Regions from separate parts of the Mus musculus genome. Here region 1 is linked to region 2. The links are chromatin contacts, called in public HiChIP or PLAC-seq maps. All regions are on one chromosome and are shown on one strand. Each heading gives the region's core, a stretch centred on a gene start, on an enhancer-like site or on the middle of the called end of the contact. The rest is flanking DNA. Distances are from core to core; before and after follow the strand shown.

Region 1 (7,025 bases), core at 523-3,022, 110 kb before region 2:
TGTGGAAGCATGGCTGTACCCAGAGTGAGCTGGGGTAGAGGGGGAGCATTTAAACCAAAGAGAGGCCTGGAAGCTGAGGGAAGGGAGGGCTTGGTGCTTCTTAGAGGCTGGAGAGTGACAGGTCCTGGAATAAGGAACTCACCCGACTCCCAATTGATTACATGAATCTCGGGGGAATTGGGGAGGAGTCTCAGAGTTGCTATATCCAGAATTGTCACAGTGGACAGTTCTAGAAGTGAGATTGTGTAGTCCTGGGAGGACAGAAAAATAGGAATTATTTCTCCATTTTACCTGTAGGCAAACTGAGGCTTAGAGTGCTCATGTCTTGGCCAAGAATGATGAGTGAAGTGGGAGAAGTGGGTCATGCAAGTCAGATCTTGAATTCCAACAGTGCGTCTTGGAGCCCCTGGTAGCTCCAAGGAGAAAGCATTCTGGAGACAGGTGCTGGGTCTTAGGGAACTGGAGGAGACTCTTGCCTGGGGCAGGGGGAGGGGGAGGGGGCGGGGCTGAAAATGCTGGAGAGAGAGAAGTTAGGACTAATCCTGTCACACAGCCCCTGTGTTCTTCTCACACATGTTCTTGCCTGATAACAGGCCACCATACCTAGTTTAAGAGGTACTGAAGATCTATCAAACCCAAGTCCTCTTGGATGTTGGACAAACACTCTGCCAACTGAGCTACAACCTAGACGCTAGGACTTGTTCTTAATAAGCCTTTCATTATTATAAGCCCGTGGGTCCCTCTTCAAGAGCTTTGCTCATGATTCAGTGATCCCTTTGGGAGTCCAGTGACCCCTTCACAGGGACCGCCTATGACCCTCAGAAAACAGATATTTACATTGCAACCGTAGCAGTTGCAGATGTTCAGGTATGAAGTAACAATGAAATGATTCCCATGGTTAGTGGCCACCACAACACGGGGAACTGTATTAAAGGGCTGCAACATTAGGAAGGTTGAGAATCACTGGTCTAGATGCTTTAGTCTGGGCTGTACTGCAGTCTAGGCCACTGGAAAGGGGGCTGTGTGCTGAAAGTGAGGTAGCCATACCCCACTTGGTTCTAGTGGTACTGGTTGGGGTGTTGTGGGAGCCTCAGTTTCCCTGTCAGCTAGACAGCACAGGGCACAGATTGATCCGATAATCTCCCTGAACAGCTAAACAAAAGACGGAGGGAAAGGAGTCCGAACCCACAGGAAGTGAATTCTCAAAGCAAAACCCACAGAGAGGAAGTGCTTGTTATTCCCAGAGGAATCCCAAGTTGTCAGCTTGTTCTTGACTGTAGATATGAGGAAGCCATCTTCTAGATGTACCTGCCTGGTGGTTTACTGTGGCTCTGCCAGGCAAGCAACATTTGTACAATTTCCCTCAATCCATTCTTGAATTTGTTAATTCCTTCTGGGTTGATGGAGCCCTTACCAAGTACTGGGCTCTGCACCTGCCTGTGGAGAGGTGAGAATTTACCTAGGGGAGACCATACCTAGATGTCTTGAGTGTGCACTGAGTCTCCTAGGGAATGTGAGACAAGTCTTGGCCTCCTCTGAGGTGACTAGCTGGCTTCCTGCAGATGTGGTCTTCACACTGAGAGTGACAAGGGATGTTCCTGAGGCAGAGGAGCCCTCGGTGAGAGCCGACCCTCCAGCCCTTCCTGTATCTGCTCTAGGAAGCTGAGAGCTCTGTTGGCTGGAAGGCAGAAAGGAAGCCAGAGGAGGCGGCAAGCCTGGTACCGGTCAGCTGCCCAGAGCGGTATTATTAGGGTTAGCAACATCCAGAGAACAGCTGCCTGCCTTCCCCCTTCTAACAGAAGTCGGTGAGTGCTTATGTGGAAGTCCAGATGTCCCTAGGAGGAACTTGTCTGGCATCAGGTCCGGGAGAAGCGAGGACACTCGCAAAATCAGCACTTGGCTCCCCAAGCATAAGAGCACAGTCTGGGGTTGAAGATGGATTTTGATGGATCCTTAGGAAAGTCTGGTTTTGTGTGTCAGACAATATAGTGCAAAGGAAGGCTAAATAATATTTCTAAATACAAACAGGACTGAGTGTGCTTGGGACGCCATCTTTTATATGTTCCAAATTTTCAAAAATTACCACAGAGGTGCTCCGTGGCTGAGTCCAAACACCAAGCACCCCCGAAAAGGTGCACCATTCAGAGACTGTGGCATAGATAGCAGAGGGAGACTCCAGCACCAGGGCAGAGAAGGAATGAATCTAGTCTGCACAGGACATGGTGACTTGCTCAGTGTGATGGTCCACTGCCCTCCAGCTGCTTCCTTAGAGTTCAAGGCCACTCTGACTGACCTGGGCTGTGTCCCTTTACATTCATGTGCAGAAGTACCGGAGATGCAGAAGGGGACATTTATCTGTTTTGTTCTTAACACCAGCTGGGCAGCAGCCATGTCTATCAAAGGTACTAGAGGCGAGAGCTTCATGGAGCTATAGATGTCTGTGGTCAGGGAGGTCCCGGGGAGTGTTGGGAGGGAGGGGCTATGTTAATGAACCTCAGAATTTCAGTGTCCCCAGTGCGAAATGTTGCAGACTTTAGACATAGAACATCAATGATGTCATCGTGGTGGAGATGTAATAGTCACCAAAGACCCTGCTTTTATATCCTGGTTTCAAGGAGCCTTCCAGACTTCCCACCCTCCCACCTTGGCTCTGAGCTGCATCTTTCCTTGAGGCTCGGTTTATCTGTAAAGGAGAAGGGTTTGAGGATTGACACTTAGTGTTTCCTTCAGCTGTGAAATGTCTCTGTGTCTGATTATCGCCAGGCTGAGCCTACAGGAGCAACTCTTTGCTTTCTTGACTTCCCCCCCCCCCCTCAGGGTGTGACAGCTGAGCAGCCACAGCAGTCAGGGGTGAGAGGATCAAGTGGCATGGTAGCATGTTGTGTGTTCAGAACAGGCCAGAGTGGAGTCCTGCGATGCAGCTTGGGCCAGCACCTCTGATTCACTGCATGTTTGATTTTAAGTTGAGTTTAGCTCATTGTGTGTTCAGAGCCTTTCATTGTTGCACATAATCTATGGCTCATTCATTCGGAAAGGCACCATTACGTGGGGCCACAAACCACCATGTGGTGCTGGACCACCATGGATCATGTTCCACATCTGGCTTACCAGGAAATGGTTACAGTGTTATCTTGAGTGAATCAAGGCTTGTGCTCTCAAAAGGCGAGGTACAGGCTGCTTCAGACAGCCCTGGCTGAGGCTGTACTTCCAGGAGCCGGGACTGCAGTCGTTGCTGTGGAATTGTCCCAAGGATTCCATTGAGTGCTCAAGGCAGCTGTTGCCACCATGAGGGTAGGCTGGTTAATAGGATGACAGTCACTTTGCTCACAGCAGCCCTGGGAGCAAGAGTTTGAAGGCTGTTAATTAGGGAATCAGGGTCTTCTCTTTAGGAGCAGGAACATCAGAGGAAATGCCTGCAGTATAGCAGAAAGCACTCAGTAGCACTGTGACTTTGATGAATTCTTTGAACAGTGCTTAATATTTGCTCAGCATCCCAGGGAAGATTGGGGCCCCTTGCACTGCTTCCAAACAACATATCAGAGACCCACAACTGAGTGACCTCCAGGAACAGGGAGGTACTGATTCTCGGGACAGGTCATTTTCTTCCTCCTGACCAGCGGCTATTGCATACTAAATTCAAAATGGCTTCCCTCTGGTGCCCATGGTTAGTCTCGGCCTAACCTCCTGAGCTGTGGTCAGAGGGAGCAGACCTTCTCAACAGTGCTGGGCCTTCCTTTCTTGGAGCCAGCTGAAAATAAATGCAAGGCTGTTTCCTTTGTTGCTAGGCAAGATGTGCTAGGGTCAGGGGACAGGTGATCAACCTGGGTGCCTGGCTTGACAGAAACGACTCTGACTTGAACCCACAACTCACTGGGACCCGAGAGTCAGAACACAGCCCTGCTAATTTGCATACTGCTTTTTTCTTAGCACTCAGGGAACTGGTGTTTTGGTTGTTACAGTAAAATGACTCAAATTTCAGGATTCTGTGGGTCACATGGCGAGGGCAGCTGCCCGGGGAAGACATGCAACCTCCCAGCTTGCTTTCATTTTCTCTTCTATCCCTGCAGCAGGTAGAGCTATGGCTGACTCATGATGGGGGCTGCGCTAGGGCAAATCCATAATGACTGGAAAATAAATATAAATCGAAAATTTGTTGAGTGTGGCTAGCTAGAGGAACTCCGGGCTCAGGGCCCTATGTGGAGTATGTGTAGGGTCTCAGTTTTTTGATTCAGGATTGGGGGTCCAGCCACTGCCCAGTGTCATGATAGGGTATCTTACTGCATACCATTCACCTAGAAGAGATGCAGATCTGAAATGCAAAGTGTGGTTTCAACAGCACAGGATAGCATCTCTACCATCAGAAAGTTGAAAGTTTTAAGTCATCCATCATACGTCTGGAAACCTCTGGAATGGAGGCTCTGCTGTCTGCCGGTGAAAAGCAGAAAAAGAGGTGTTGTCCCCCTCACTCTCCAGGCCTCAGAGGTAAAACATGGCTCCCTCCAGACAGAGGCTGGCGTTCACTCTGTTGGGACTCTTGGACCTTGTAAGGTTTGAAGCAGAGAGGTTTGGAACGGAAACAAACCCGGAAGCAGTGCCTTTGGCAGCCGGAAGTCACTCTGCCTTCCCGAGCAAGAGTCTACAAAGTCCACCGCAGCCTCTCCATACCCAGCAGCCAGCCCCCTCATCCTGGTGCTCTGGGGCCGTGTCTAGGATTTCCTGCCATTCCTCCCATGCAGTTTCCTTTTCCTGCTCTGCTGGGCTTAACTTGATGTTCAGATTTGCTTTCTCAGAGGGATGCCACTTGGGACATGGTCTTCACTGCCCGAGATCTGCTCACTGCTTTTGCAGATGGGCAAGCTTCCGGCGAAGGAGGTGGTCCAGGAACCAGATTACTCTCTCTATAGCTCATGCTTACCTTTACTCGTTCTTCATGGCAGTTACCATGCCGGGGCCACGTTTGACATCTTTGCCTGCTCCTCATCCTGGCAGCTAAGTGACAGGGATGGATAGTGCTCTGGCTTTACAAAGGGGGAACATGAGATACACAGATTAAGGAATGCTCTAGAACCACATGGGAAGAAAGGGGGTTGGGACTAAGACAAGGCAATGAGATGGTGCACACAGCAGAAAGAAGACCTCCAAGCCAGCAGGGAGAAAGGAAGTCCAGCCTACAAAGGGGCGGGGCCTCTGAGGTCATGGGGCCAGGCAGAGCTCCTTAGTCCTGAGCCCCTCCACCCAGTCTCCTTTGGTCATTAAAATACTGGCCCCAAATTGTTCGTTCTATGCTACCAGCCTCTTATGAATGGGTGAAGTGCGGTGGCCAGGGAACCCTGAAGAGGAGGGTGGTGGCCTGGGGCCCGGTGCTGGGGTTTAGCAAAGATGGCAGATGCTCTTTGGTCCCTTTTAGGCAGCTTATGCCACAGAGCCAGCTACATACTGCTTGCCCCACTATGCAGGTCACACTTCCTGTTTGCCACTGGGATCCAAGTGGAACTTTGAGTGAAAGATGAGAGGGTGGATAGAGCCTCCTAACCAAAATTGCACCAGTCGGAGGTGGAAAGATACCAAAACAGGCTAAACTTTCCTTTCGAAGCTAGGGAAACTGAGGTGAACAGAAGTTTAAAGCGAGTGAGAACCTGTCCTGGCTCCCATAGTTTGCCAAAAGTCCTGATGTGAGATTATGAAACCCTCAGATGAGTCCTCGTTTCCACATTCCACAGCTGAGGGGTTGGGGCTGGCACAGGTGTCTGTCTGGGCTGGGAGGAGTCTTTTCGTGAGATGAGCTCTGTGAACAAATTATTTGCAAGTCAATACCAGCAAGCACACTTGAAGCCACCTCTCCTGGCAGTTTATATCTACCACGGGAGTGTGTGTGGGGTGGACATCAGGCAGCGCGTTGCACGTGTCCAGACAGCGGCCTGAGCACAAGAGGGAGTAACCTGGTGAGTAACTTCCTGGCAGTGAGTGGCAGAACCCTGGAGGGTAAGGAGGTGGTGACTGGGTAAGAGGGGAAGGCTGACTTAGTATCTGCTGCCTTTAAGGCAGCTTTGGTGTTAGCCTGCTACCCTGCACTCTGATTTAAGGGAGGACGCAGGGCGTAGCCTCATAACTGAAGAGCAAAGTACTGCTTAAGGCTTAGAGTACTAAAAAGTGCTGCTCCTCCCTGGTGCCACAGTAGGGTTAGAAAACCCTAAAGCAAGGTGAGAGAGGAGGATCAGATGCAGCGCACATGCAAGGCCACATACATGCACCCCCCCCCCCCCCACGCACACACACAGATACACCAAGATAAAAACACATGCATGCACAAACACCGCAGAAATCACTAAGGTTAGCTGTCTCTTAGCTGACCTTGAGCAGTGTGTTAATGGCCTGGAGCCTCTGTGTATTGGCTCCATGGAGGCTGTTGATGAATGACACACGAGCAGGATCTAGGAAGAGACTGTAGGCTGCTCTCCTTGAGCAGCCTACAGTCTCAGTGAGTGTGGCTGTGGCTCTCCACTCCAGTGCTTTGTTTTACTTTCTGTATCCCTATAACCTGACACCAGTGGAGTGGCTGACTGTATTTTGGGAGCTTTCCCTCCCCCTGGTCACCCATGAAGACTATGTTTTAAAGGAATATCCCGGGGCTTACCCCCACACACCAACCCGGCAGCGTGGCACCCTTCTTCCCATTAGAGCTCTTGAGGACACCATTGCACATCGGGGGATCCATGTGCAGCACCTCAGACTCTTCCTGGCAAACAGACAGTCTGTCTGCCTTCAGTGTCGTCCTCTTTTAAACATTTGTTCAGTTTATATGGCCTAGAGCAGGCTGGAGGGGTGGAGGTCTGCTCTTCATCTGGGTTCCATCCCCATACAGGACCTGTGCAGATGCAGAGGGGACAGAAAGTGACCGACAGAGTGGCTTTCCGAGCAGCAGTGAGTTATGTCCTGCAGGGAGAGGGGAAAAACAATCCCCGTTGGCACCCAGTCTCTACACTTCCCCTTTTCCTCCTGGGTTTGTGGTTAAACTTTCCAAACCA
Region 2 (6,806 bases), core at 4,017-6,516:
GATGGTAGGGAAACACCACATATTGATTGATATTTCCAACACACACACACATGCATGCACATATGCACATGCACACTCATGCACACACACACATGCACGCACGTGCATGCACATGCACACACACGTGCACACTTCAAAGAAGAACCTCAACCTTATAACACATTGTTTCTTTGCCAATGTTGAGTTTTCAGTAGACTGTGCAGTCATATCAGTTGTTTGCGTTGGTTTCAAATGATAGGTGCATGTGGCAAGATTAGCCGTTTCCGTAGCTTAAACGTTTTAGTTACACTCTTTTGTTGTGTCCCACGGTCAGAAACTGTATTAAGTAGAATATCATGACAATGGACAGGGATTGTGTGGCTGTACTTGCAAAAACAGTTGAACTGGAAAAGTGACTCCATGCCCAACTGTTTGTTTATTTTAGTTTTTAAAAACTTCTTCCATAGTGGGAAGGATACACTACTCAATCATTTCTGTCTCCATTACAAGGCCTCCGCCAGGGTATCTGTTCATGGCTGTCCATGCAATTCCTTTCTCTTGTGCTCTTTTCTGAAAGATCCATTCATGTATCTCATTTTCAATCTTCCTTGTTAACAATCTCTCAAAAATGTTCTTTTCAAGTTTCTGACCAATGATTAAAGATCTGATTTCTATAAATAAGTGCAGACCTGTATCACCTCTTCTTCTGGGCCATAGTTACAGCTAGATACACTGCTCAAAGTCCTAATGTCTGGAACAATAGCTCTTGACTATCCCTCTTCGTTGGCATCCCAGTGTGAATATACTTGTACTACCATAAGATAGAGATGATTTTTTTTGAATGAAGCCCAAGTTTTTATTCTTCCTTCAACATGGAACGCCCATGACACCGGTGTCACGTGGAAGGTGAAAAGGGGACCAGAGGCAGCAATAGTAGATGCTGTGGGTGACAGAACCATGTATGCCTTCATGTAAGAACGTGTGCTGTCTGCACTCACTGGAGTCTGGCTTACACATAATTTCTGTCTGATGATAGACAGCTACTGTGCATGTCCAGCCTTGGCACAGTATTTAACACATTGCCTGAACAACTACTGCTCAAGATGGGTGGTGAAGGTAATGGTTTAGAATTCCCCATTAAACATTGTTTCTTCCAGGGTACAACAGAGTCTGCTATGGATGTCTCAAACAAGAATAAATGGTTCTCTCAGAAGAAGTTAGCATTGGTGTGATCTCAGACTTTAGATATTTGTTTGGTAATTTTCCTGTTGAGTCTTGCTCTCAGAAGCCACACAATGTTTTTAACCACTGACACTCTGGGCACTGTTGGATAGGCTTAGAAAAGCCTAGTGACTTGCAACACCCATAGAGAGTCTTCACCTGCCCTGGGCATGTTCCAGAAGCAGCGGTCATGTTTCTTGTTATTAATAAGTCAGACTAGTGCTTACAAACAGGGTTTCTGTTGTCTTGAGACAATGGGAGTCTTACAATTGACACTCTGGGGATCCTAAATGTGGAAAAGATTCCACACATCCTTTTGATAACGCGACAGGACATGAATGGCTGTTACCTACCCATATGTGATTGTACATAAAACAGCACAGTTTGCTAGGCAGGAACATCTTGGACTTATATTAATTAACGTAGGAAAATGTGTGTGCATCTTTGTGGGTCTACACACACAAAGGGACAGAGTTGAATTGCTTCTTCACTACTTCTTGTCCACATGAAAGGCTTTATTCTAACAAAAACCCTCTTTCCAATTCTGATGAGAATTTACCAAATAGAAGTCAGTCTAGAAAACAGAACTGCAGAAGCAAAGGCCTACGTGTGGTTCTGGCAGAAGCCATGAGTTCACTGTAAGCAGGAAGTGCGCTGGAGAGATGAGAGAGAAACTGGAAGGGCTGGGTGGGGCTAGACTGTGGGATTTCTGTATTAGGCTAGGAACATGGACAGCATTCTGTGGGCTGAGGGGATGGAGTGACCAATTTCCATAGGCTGTAGCCTGGACTGCAACCTCATCACAGGCCTTAAAGATTACAGCAATGGCACAAAACAAAAGCTATTGTCATTTGTAGATTATACCCACAGAAGAATTACAACAATATTAGCCACAGAATAACAGAAATTAGTGTGATCAAAAATGTTTCTCTGAAATTTTTATCTTCCAGATAAAGGTGGCAGATTAAATATAACAATACAACCTCTGAAATCCTGCTAAAACATAATAAATGGATTTGTTTTATTTATTTATTTTATTACTTATCTTTTTATTTTGGCTTTTCAAGACAGAGTTTCTCTGTGTAGCCCTGGCTGTTCTGGAACTCACTCTGTAGACCAGGCTGGCCTCAAACTATATAGATCCACCTGCCTCTGCCTCCGGAGTGCTGGGATTAAAAGCATGTGCCACCCAGCTGTAAATGGATATTTTAAATCCCACAACCCTACCAGTACACAGAGATAACAGAATTTTAGAAGCCATCCTCAAGGTTTCTACTTGAAACTACTGTGGGAAAAGTAGAGCTCTCAAATGGCATACAGCACATAATCTTACAAAGAGATCCTCCAAGCTGACCTGTACTCCTCAAAGTGTCTAAGGTCAACAAAAAGACAGACCCAGCACGTCATAGATTAGACACGAAGGAGTTAAGACAGCCAAATGCACTGTGAGTTTCTCAAATGGAAAAAGAACATCGATGGGAAACTGGTGACATCCAAATGAACTCTGGTTTGGTTATTGGTGGGACTTACAGTCGTCTCTTCATTTTGATAAACACGCCATGATTATGTGCAGTGTTAACAGGAGAGAAGGCTGGGTGGAACGCATATGGGAACTTTTTCTCCCATCTGTTAAGACTCTCTTGTAAACTTAAAAATGATTTCATTATCAAGCTTTGAGACTAAGCCAACACTGAAAGGAGAGAGAGCACGCGCTCATGTTCCCTCTCTCACCCAGTGCACTGGGCGGTCATTTCTAGCATTGATGGTCTCCAGAGTACAGACCGGCATGACTAGGTGTGCACGGCTGTGGTCCTGGGAAAGCGGGACATGAGCTGAGCATGCGTGCACACCTTGGTGATGCTGACCTTAGGGTAGATGGTGGGGCTGCACGCACGGTAAGACTCTGCATGTCCAACAGGGACAGGATCAACTTAGGGAAGAACACGTGGGTGTCTCCGTCCTGCAGTCGGGGCTAGTGGAAATTGCATTTTGCTCCGAACTTCAACTTCCACTTGTTTATTGATAATACTTGAGGCAGCCACGGACTCTTATATTAGCCTATTCCTGCCGTTTTGTTATAATCGCTTATTAGTTTAAAAAAGGTCTTATGTCAGTTCTTTGAGACTTTTCTATATGATTTTGTTTTTTCCTTCCCACACCTATGCCTTCTGTTTCCTTTCTGCATTACTATTATTGTTGTTATTATTATCATTACCATTATTATTTGGTCACAATGACTTGACAGGAACCACTTACAGGAGAGATTTATATTTGTTTACAGGAGCAATTGCAGTCACCACCGGGAAAACATGGCACCTGCGCCAGGGTAGTCCATGGAGGCAGGAGCCTGAGCAGCAGATAGGGAACCGGAAGTCCGAGGAGAAATGGGGCCTCCCATTCCCCGATGCATGGAGTGCAAAGCTTCTCTCAACGATGTGGGTTTCCCTGAATCTGCCTTGTCCACACCTTTATTTTGGCTTTTGTTTAATTTCGAGACAGTGCTTTGTATAGCTGAGACAAGCTGGGAACACCGCATGTCTGAGGATGGCTTTGAACTCCTCACCCTCTTCCCTCTGCTCCCGAACACTGGGACTGAGGCATGCACCACCATGCCGGGCTCTTGTGCATACTTTGAATGCGCCATTATCCTTTCCTCGAAAGCATCCCCTACCCCCTTTCTCTTCCCTCCTTACCCCAATGCTGATTAGAGGCAGTGGGAAGAATCACACCGCCATCTCGAAGTTTTCTCCACCAAACACATTGTTTTACTTGTCTGTTATCTGAGAACGCAGGGTAGCAATTTTTTTTTTTTTTAGGTCAAGAGCAGAACAGAATCACATTCTGCCAGAACATGCCTTAAATGGCCTCTGATCTAATTCCTGAGTGTGCCCTTGATCCCGTCTATAATCTCAGGAGCTCAGCCTTTGCTGTATCCACTCCAATCAGCATTGCAGACTTCCCATGCTCCCTCCCAAAAGACCCATTAAGCTCTGCTTACAGCATCCTACATCCCTCCTGCACACCAATTCCAAAGACCTGAGGACCACATGGTCAGGTCAGACACAGCAATGGCCCACGTCTCTGTACCAGGGTTTTGCTTTCAGTTATTTTTTTCAGTTATTTTATTTTTTATTTATCACACTTGAGGGAGGGTTTAATTTAGCACATGCTTCACAGTGACACAGTTGTCACAGTGGAGAAGGCAACTTGTAGTCTTGTATGTTATCATGAGTTAAAATACAGTACCCCCAAATTGAGATGTTAAAGCCTTGAATATCAGTACCTCAGCTCACTGTTGTATTTGGGAACAAGATCTATAAGGTAATTAAGTTGAAATTTGGTCCTTTGAGTAGTCCCAGATCCAATAGAGTTAGTTGTATTCTAAGAAAAGGGAAATCTAGACACAAGCAAAGGAAAGAAAAAGTAAAGATACAGAGAAATGAGAATTATTTACAAGTCAGAGAGAGAGAGACTTGGGACAGAACAGTCTCTGATAGTCCTTGGGTTGGGGGGAATCAACCTTGCTAATACAAAGAGTAGTGATTCTCAACCTCTAGGTCGAGACCCCTTTTGGAAGTCAAATGATCCTTTCACAGGGGTCACATATCAGATATTTACTTTACAACTCATAACAGTAGCAACATTATAGTTTATGAAGTAGCATCAAAAATAATTTATGGTGTATGGGGTGGGGTCACCACAGCATGAAGAACTGTATTAAAGGGTCACAACATTAGGAAGATTGAGAAACACTGCTCTAGAACAAGAAAGACAAATTTCTAATGTTTAACCCACCTAATCTGTGGGACTTTGCTATGGACTCTAACAACTGTCATGTACAAAGAGAATATTAGATCAATAAGATCAGGTACTACTCAGCACACAGTAGGTTTTCAACAAATGTTGGCCAAGTGGACTTATAGAGTCAATTAATAAGAGTCTCCCTTAGATAAATCTACTAAATACCAACACTGCTATTAATAGTAATGCCCCTCCCCCTATAGGTCCCCCAAGGCTGCTCCTGGACATCTTACCACATACTGTGATGTAATGGATCTGCTACCACACCCCGAAGGAACAAAGTCCTTTGGTGATGACTCACATCCGGGACCAGGAGCAATTTCCCTAAGAAGAGAAAAGATGGGGGAAAAAATCTTACTGTGATGCAGTAACTTAGAATTAAACCACCAGAGGAACATATCAGATTTGCCATCCTGGACAGACTGGCACAAAACGCAGCTTGTTACTCCACAGCTTCTGCATGGTATTTGATTAGCTGGCTTCCTTGAAGGCAGCAAGAACAAGCCTGGATCAGTAGTTTAAAGGACAAGATAGTCAAGACCTTTCCTGCTTTTACTGAAGCATTTCTTATGAGCAGAGGAAAAAGACTAATTAAATTTCCTTAGGACTCATTCAATTATGGACTCACAGCACATCTCTCAGCTCCATCTCTACATCCTAATGTCATCAACCAGCTATATCAATCAGTATTGAAATTGGTACCCTGAATATATTAACCAAAAACCAGAAACATAAAAGAAAACCAATAAGGAGTATTCTGATTTTTAGCTATGAAGACCCTTTTAAAGATGTCCATCTGGGGCCTGGAAGGATGACTGTGTTGTCAAGAGGGGTGATGCTCTCTCAGAGGACCAGAGTTTGGTTTCAGCACCCATGCTGGGCAACTCACAACTGCCTGTTTCTCCAGCTCCAGGGTTCTGGTCCAGACACCATCTTCTGATCTCCATGAGCACTACCTGCACATGCACAGTCCCACATACATGTATGAACAATAATAAAATAACAAATAAATAAACAAACAAATAAATAGACATGACTGCTCCAAGGAATAGAGGAGAAGAAGGTTCATTGTAGATATGAGGGAAAGAATAGACAGAGGCAGAGACTTCTGGGAGTCCAGAGTGAACCTGACCCTGAGCCAGGCCATGGGGGGAAAAGGGGGAGGGTGTAGGGAGGAGGGGAGAACCAGGAGTGTAAAGGGTAGAGCAGGGAAGGCAGGGTGACTGAAATGGCTGGATTATTTAGGAAGGGCAGCTGCGGGGGAAGGGTAGCCTGGCCCCTGAGCGGGAGAAGTTTAGAGGAGTGGGGTATGCCAGCCATACCTAGTAACAGGTAGAGACTGAGGGATGCTGGGAGAACCTGCTGGCCAGGTCTGTTTTGATATGTTAGATAGGCATCTCAGTGGGCCATTTGTCCCAGGTTTGATACCTAACAATAAACACATAATTACAAATAAAATCCTTTTTTTTTTTGAATTCTGAAAGTACTTTATACATACAAAAAAAAAGAAAAAAGAAAAAAAGAAAATTAGTATTTCTATCTGTGTCCTTGTCAGCATGATTCCGAATTGCTCTCAGGAGTACCTTCTCTTTTGTAAGATAAACACTATGCTGTTTGAAGTACACACAAAAAAATCTCATTTCTGTTCACTGCTCTGTACTTCCCATTATGGAAAGTTATTTCTGAGGAACTGAAACCCCAGAAGGTAACAGACCCCAAAAAGAAACATTTGAAACAAAATTCTAAATGATGAATCAGAAACAGACTTGAGCAGTCTTTAAGAGACAGGCAGTAGCAACTGTGAT

Evidence for each region. HiChIP or PLAC-seq counts read pairs in DNA pulled down with a chosen protein or histone mark.
Region 1: a contact with region 2 is called in an H3K4me3 HiChIP or PLAC-seq map of bone marrow-derived macrophages, with 2.4 times the contacts expected there. The contact joins two enhancer-like sites. A contact is called at or near these places in 3 of 115 datasets of contacts at active chromatin or transcription factors (bone marrow-derived macrophages, effector CD8 T cells and memory CD8 T cells) and 4 of 9 other capture datasets (adipose tissue, embryonic stem cells, liver and 1 more).

The regions. Positions count from the first base shown.
Region 1 is chr2:35,444,613-35,451,637 of GRCm38.p6, reverse strand. The region is part of intron 1 of Ggta1 (glycoprotein galactosyltransferase alpha 1, 3); the gene reads left to right. Among named protein-coding and RNA genes, the nearest start is that of Ggta1, 13 kb to the left of the region's middle. Within about 2 kb of position 1,772, at least 35 of the 459 cell types and tissues checked have an H3K27ac peak or open chromatin away from gene starts, as enhancers often do. A contact at or near this core is called in adipose tissue and bone marrow-derived macrophages, where this site is marked.
Region 2 is chr2:35,341,256-35,348,061 of GRCm38.p6, reverse strand. No RefSeq gene overlaps it. Among named protein-coding and RNA genes, the nearest start is that of Stom, 7.6 kb to the right of the region's middle. Within about 2 kb of position 5,266, at least 53 of the 459 cell types and tissues checked have an H3K27ac peak or open chromatin away from gene starts, as enhancers often do. A contact at or near this core is called in adipose tissue and bone marrow-derived macrophages, where this site is marked.